Linked DNA regions of Triticum aestivum: region 1 is linked to region 2. The links are chromatin contacts, called in public Hi-C maps. All regions are on one chromosome and are shown on one strand. Each heading gives the region's core, a stretch centred on a gene start, on an enhancer-like site or on the middle of the called end of the contact. The rest is flanking DNA. Distances are from core to core; before and after follow the strand shown.

What was found. Hi-C and Micro-C count contacts between places; a contact is called where the count stands out from the background.
Region 1: a Hi-C map of leaf shows a contact between it and region 2, with 6 times the contacts expected there. The contact joins the promoter of LOC123088247 here to the promoter of LOC123088245 in region 2. A contact is called at or near these places in 4 of 5 Hi-C or Micro-C datasets (leaf and an unstated tissue).

The regions. Positions count from the first base shown.
Region 1 is chr4A:704,251,792-704,254,491 of IWGSC CS RefSeq v2.1, reverse strand. It overlaps LOC123088247 (LIMR family protein Os06g0128200), which reads right to left and starts at 1,375. Exons shown (of 14, transcript XM_044510443.1): 1 at 706-1,375; 2 at 535-620. The coding sequence starts at 1,055.
Region 2 is chr4A:703,852,767-703,855,466 of IWGSC CS RefSeq v2.1, reverse strand. LOC123088245 (39S ribosomal protein L47, mitochondrial) reads left to right here and starts at 1,284. Exons shown (of 3, transcript XM_044510441.1): 1 at 1,284-1,586; 2 at 1,880-2,037. The coding sequence starts at 1,421. It overlaps LOC123088246 (nucleolar protein 10), which reads left to right. Exons shown (of 16, transcript XM_044510442.1): 16 at 1-111.

The DNA of each region.
Region 1 (2,700 bases), core at 126-2,625, 400 kb before region 2:
GAACAGGTGAACTAGGACCAAAAAACTGTGAAAAACACAATCAGAGTCAATGGGCATGGACAACATATCTAGTCAGGTGAATGTAAACAGTGAAAGTAAAGCACGCCGTACAACAAAACAAGCTGTGAAAAACACAATTCAGAGGTACAATGGGCAATAGACAAACACAGGTAGGATTAACCAGTCCAGATGTATAAGCTGCAACCTAGGACAGCAAAACAAGTGGTGAGAGTAGACAATTCAGAGGTCTAAGAACGGGCACCACTAGATACGCAGAGGAAGGATGAATCGACTAATGAAAACAGTAGCAATTTCAGATCTGGCTATACAGCATTGACTGCTCATGGATGAAAAACGTGAAAGCTTTGAAGCTCGAGGCTCCTCCAATTTACAAGAGCAACACCTCGAGATTCAGGTGAGCAGGGCCACATTTGAAGCTCAAATCGTTCAAACTCTCTCGAAGAAGATTAAGGGTGAGCAGAGCAGAGCAAAACAAATGGGTTCAGGCAGACAAAAGTCAAGGGCGATCCGCACCGTATAGGATGCCGAGGACGAGGCCGCAGACGACGGCGGAGGCGACGACCCAGATGAGGGCGCTCTTGAGCCTCTTCCCGACGGACCTGGACGCAGGCGGATCTATCCAGTCAGCGAAGCAAGCCGAGCGCGGAAGGAAGGAAGGAAGGAAGAAGAGGAATCGAAAATTACTTGTCCTGGTCGCCCTCGTAGTAGAACATGGCGAAGGGGATGACGAGGAAGACGAGGACGGCGTCGGCGATGTAGACGACGAGCCAGAGCGTCTTCATGGGGAGGGTGAGGGCGCAGGCGCCGCTGTAGACGGCCCGCCTGCAGGCCTGGCGGTTGGCGACGTCGGCGGGGAGCATGAGGATGGAGAGGACGGCGACGGTGATGCCGAGCACGACGACGAGCTTGGGGAACCAGGCCTGGTTGGCGTCGTCGGGGTGCTGGTAGTTGACGAGCAGGTAGACGCTGACGAGCAGGACGAGGACGCTGACCACCGCCGCCACGATCACCAGCGCCACGTTGAAGTCCCCCATCTCGTCGGGGCCCCGGCTCCGGCTCCGCCGCCTCGCCCGCGTATGTCTGTCAGTCAGTCAGATCTCCGCGCGGGGGGGTGGGGTGGGAGGGGGGCTAGGGTTTGGGCGGGCGGGCGGGGAGCGCTGCCGCGGTGCCGGCCGGCGGCGGGGCGGATCTGCGGGGGGGATTCGGGGGGGCGCCGCGGGGGGGGGGAGGGATTTGGCGGTGGTGGGGTTGACGACGGCGACGATGGGGGAGTGGGGAAAGGGAGAGGGGGGGGGGGGGGGGGGGGGGTTGGCGGAGTGGCGTGGCGTGGTGGGGTGGGCTAGGCTGGCGGCCGGCTCGGGTGGTTTGGTTTCGGTGTTGGGCTAGCTGTGCGTGTGCTGTGCTGGGGGCGGACGTTGGATTTCGAAAAAAACACGGCGTGGATTTGGCCCGTCCGTTTGCTTCGGGGGACGGGACGATGGGGACGGCGACGCGTCCGGTCCACGGAGGAAGGGTCGCTGTTTGTTTGTTCGGTCGGTCTTTGATCTCTCAGCCATTGTCAAAGCAACTCCAACTCGCCGATTAGTGGCGGCGACGCCGGCGAGGAAGGAGGCGGGACCTGCTGGTCAAGGAAAGTCCGCATCACCTGTGGAGAGCAAAACGCCAGATCCGTCGGCGAGTCTTTCGGCGAGGTTGGGCGGGATGGCCCTAACGGAGAAGGAGGAGGCGGGACTTGTGTTTGAAGATCCAACGCCAAACGCTCAGAGACGACATAGATGGGCGGCGGTGGGGAAAGTTTGCTCGCCGCGCCCGCTGAAGATGCCAGTGTTAGAGAAAACCTTGCCTAGGGCGTGGGGGCTGCACCGAGAAGCCTCGAAGATTGGAGAGATCGGTCCTAAAATCATATCTGTTCAGTTTGGGAGCGAGGGTGACTGGAGGCATGTTCTCAATAATGGCCCATGGCAATATGACTTTGCTGTTTTGATAATGAAGGACTATGAAGGAGGTACGAGGCCCTCGGAGATGGTGTTTCATAAGATAGATGTCTGGGTTACGGCCTCTGATTCCCCACCTGACAAGACAAGAGAACATATGTGTTTGGGAGGGCGCTTGGTAATTGGCTGGGTGAAACAATTGAAGTTGATGTGGACAGGGAGGGCGTTGCACGTGGAAACCAACTACGAATTCGAACAAAGATTTCTGTTTTTGAGCCTCTGGTTAGGGGCTTCTTTCTTAAGGAAAAGGCTGATGATCATGAGAAGACTTGGTTTGAATTTTCCTACGAGAAGATCCTTCATTTCTGTTTTGATTGTGGGAGGTTGGTTCATGTTAATGGCCATTGTGAAACCCCTGTTGAACCTGCAGCTCAATGGGGTAGTTGGCTGCGGTCTGATTCCGGAAGGAATGCGACTAGCAAGGAAGGTGTGGCAAGTGCAGTGGTCAGCAGTGGCAATAGTAGAGGCAGCTCTCATGCTGGAGAAGCATCTGGAGGGAGAGATCAGCAGTCAGGAGAGAAAGCACCACTACAAGGGAAAACCATATACACAGAATCTTAGCAGCGGCGCGGCTCAAAAAGGAGCGTTGCTGCTAATTAGCAGCAGCGCGGGTGTGGAAAACCCGCTACTGACAAGTGTTTAGCAGTAGCGCGCTCTATGTAACCCGCGCTGCTACAAATATCGA
Region 2 (2,700 bases), core at 35-2,534:
TGGTTTGCAATTCTGGATGGCTTTTCAATGAGCAGAACCATGGTAGAGAATTACCCTGTTCCCTGCCTATTACATGTAAACTTCCAAAGCTAGAAGATGAGTTTTCTGTTCCCTGTTTTTTTTTTTGGAGGGGTACTAGGCTGTGGTTGAAATCGGCTTCTATTTGTACATCAAAGCAGCAGCAGCAACAACACGTCAAGCCCAAGTGTTGGAGATAAAGCTACCACTTGGGGAAAAAACTCATGCATATAATTTCATTTTATTTTAAGAAATGCCAAGCTTTATTGATCGAAGCTCACAACTAAAGAGCCCAACCATACATGGCGCTGCCGATTTAAAGAAAAAAAATGTGTTTTATTACAAAAGCAAAATATAAAAAAACCCAGCACTGCGCCTAGGGCAGACGCACACATTTCCTTCACCAAGTCCTACCAAAATCCCTCTCTTCGCATCTAAACCCTTCTTCCCAATCCGCAAACCCAACTTCTCAATCCGCAAACACTATTACCTCGCTTATTACAAGATCTAGCTGCTGAGGGTTGTAGCTTTGTTCACGTTTGTATTCCAATTTCAAATTTCTGTTTTTCTTTAATTATTCATTTTCCTTTCCTTTTCTTCTTTTATGTATCTTTTTTATCGTTTTCAATTACTTTCACCCTTTTTTTCTTTCCCTCTTTATTTTTTATGTCTTTTATCATGTTTTTTGTTTTTGTTTCTATCTGTTTTTACAATTGCTTGAATATTTTTAGTGGCAAAACTGATAAAAAGAAACTCCTTTAAACATGTACCCCGTCTGTCCCATAACATAAGAGCATTCCTGACACCAGTGCATTGCTGTAAAATGTTGGAACACTTCTAATCACTTGATTTTTTTTTCTTTCTAATCTTGAATAGATGACCCTTTCCTTTTCTCATTTATTTCCTTATTTCATTGTTCCTTTCTTATTATTCCCCTTTCTCACGGCTTCTTATTTTGGTTCGTCGTGTATTTTAAATTTATATATGCATAGTGGTTGTCGCAATTGTTCGTAGCGATTTAATTTTTCTTTTGTCATTGTCTATGAGGAGTGCAGTCATCGTGTTTTTTGAAGAAACGTTCATCGTGCATACAAAAAATGGTCATCCTCTCTTGAAAAACGGTTCACCTTTATTATTCCATGTGCAATAGTGGCTCGTTGTGTTTTTATAAGAAATATATTCATGGTGGTTTTCAGAAGTTTTATCATTATTTATTTATTTTAAAATAGGAGATCGCCTCTCGCACTGAGTTTCAAGTGGCCCGGCCCAGCCCAGCTACGGTGTTAGCGGGCAAACGCTCTTCCCGTCGTTCCCTTCCCCCTCACTCCCTCCACTGCGTCCTCTCGCTGCCGCCGCCGCCGCCGCCGCCGCCCGCCCGATCCCTCGATCCGGCTCCGCCGCGATGCTCTCCATGTCGAGGGTGCTCGCGAGGCGGCTCTTCTCCACCGCCGCGCCCGAGGGCGCCGCCGCCGCCTCGACGTCGCTGGCGAGGAAGGCGCAGAACCCCCTCGAGGAGTTGTTCGAGGTCGAGCGGAGCACCGAGGACGACCAGCCCGCTCCCCACTACGGTACGTTCCTCCCTCCCTCCCGCTCGCCCCCAACTTTTCCATCCCATGTAGAGTCAGGCCAGGTGGGGTTCGCCGTTCGCGGATCATCGATGGGCAGGCGCTACACATTCCTTGGTTCACGCGAATGCTTCTAGAGCACATCCTCATCAGCAACCGGATCCTCTAACATCCTCAAGGGATGTCACGCAAGCTACAGTAACCGTGACATCCCTCCTTCACATCCATATGGTTCAGCCTAAAATGATTATAATTAATTTGCAAATTACAAATCTACTGTATACATTAATTGGTAGGTCGTGGTTGGAAGGCTTCTGAATTACGCCTCAAGTCTTGGGACGACCTTCATAAGCTGTGGTATGTCCTGCTAAAGGAGAAGAACATGCTCATGTCTCAACGCCAGATGCTGGCTTCAGAGAGCATGCGCTTCCCAAACCCGGAGCGCATTTCCAAGGTATATCTGCTGCCGCAGGCTAACGCCGTTCATTCCTCAAGCACTTAGCTGCTTCTTACTGCATATTCGTCAAACAATTTTTTTTTAATTTCATCAAATAATTGTATCATACTTCTTGTAAGATGTTTGCTCACTCTCTCTGTGGATGGCAAGCTGTGCCCACTCCCAAATAAAACTGGTGTATTTCTGAACCTCTGATCTCCCTTTTTAATCAAATATTTGTCATACTTGCACTTTTTTAAGTAGTTAATAGAACTGCAATTGGCTCTAGTTTCATGATGGATTAAAAGTCACATTGCCTATTCTACTGGCCCTGTCAAGTTGTGCCGTGTTCTCGAATCTTCATCAACTTTACTGTCCTCTAATATCATTGGTTCTGATTACCAAACCTTGTCATCAAAGATACTGTGTAGTGTGCAGAAACAATGGGCACTAAACTACAACAGAATTGCTATTTTTGCGGCAAACCGAGTATTTTTTTTTATATTGCCTGTTTTGTAAATTAAGCTGCATGGACATAGTGGAAAACAATTCATTTTTGCAGAATTGGACGAAATTTAATGCAATCACGGGTGTCTTGGTCATAGTGTTGAACATTTGTTACTGCATATTGTGGTTCTCAGTCCCTATTTTGGTTCATAGTGTTGAAAATTTACTGCATAT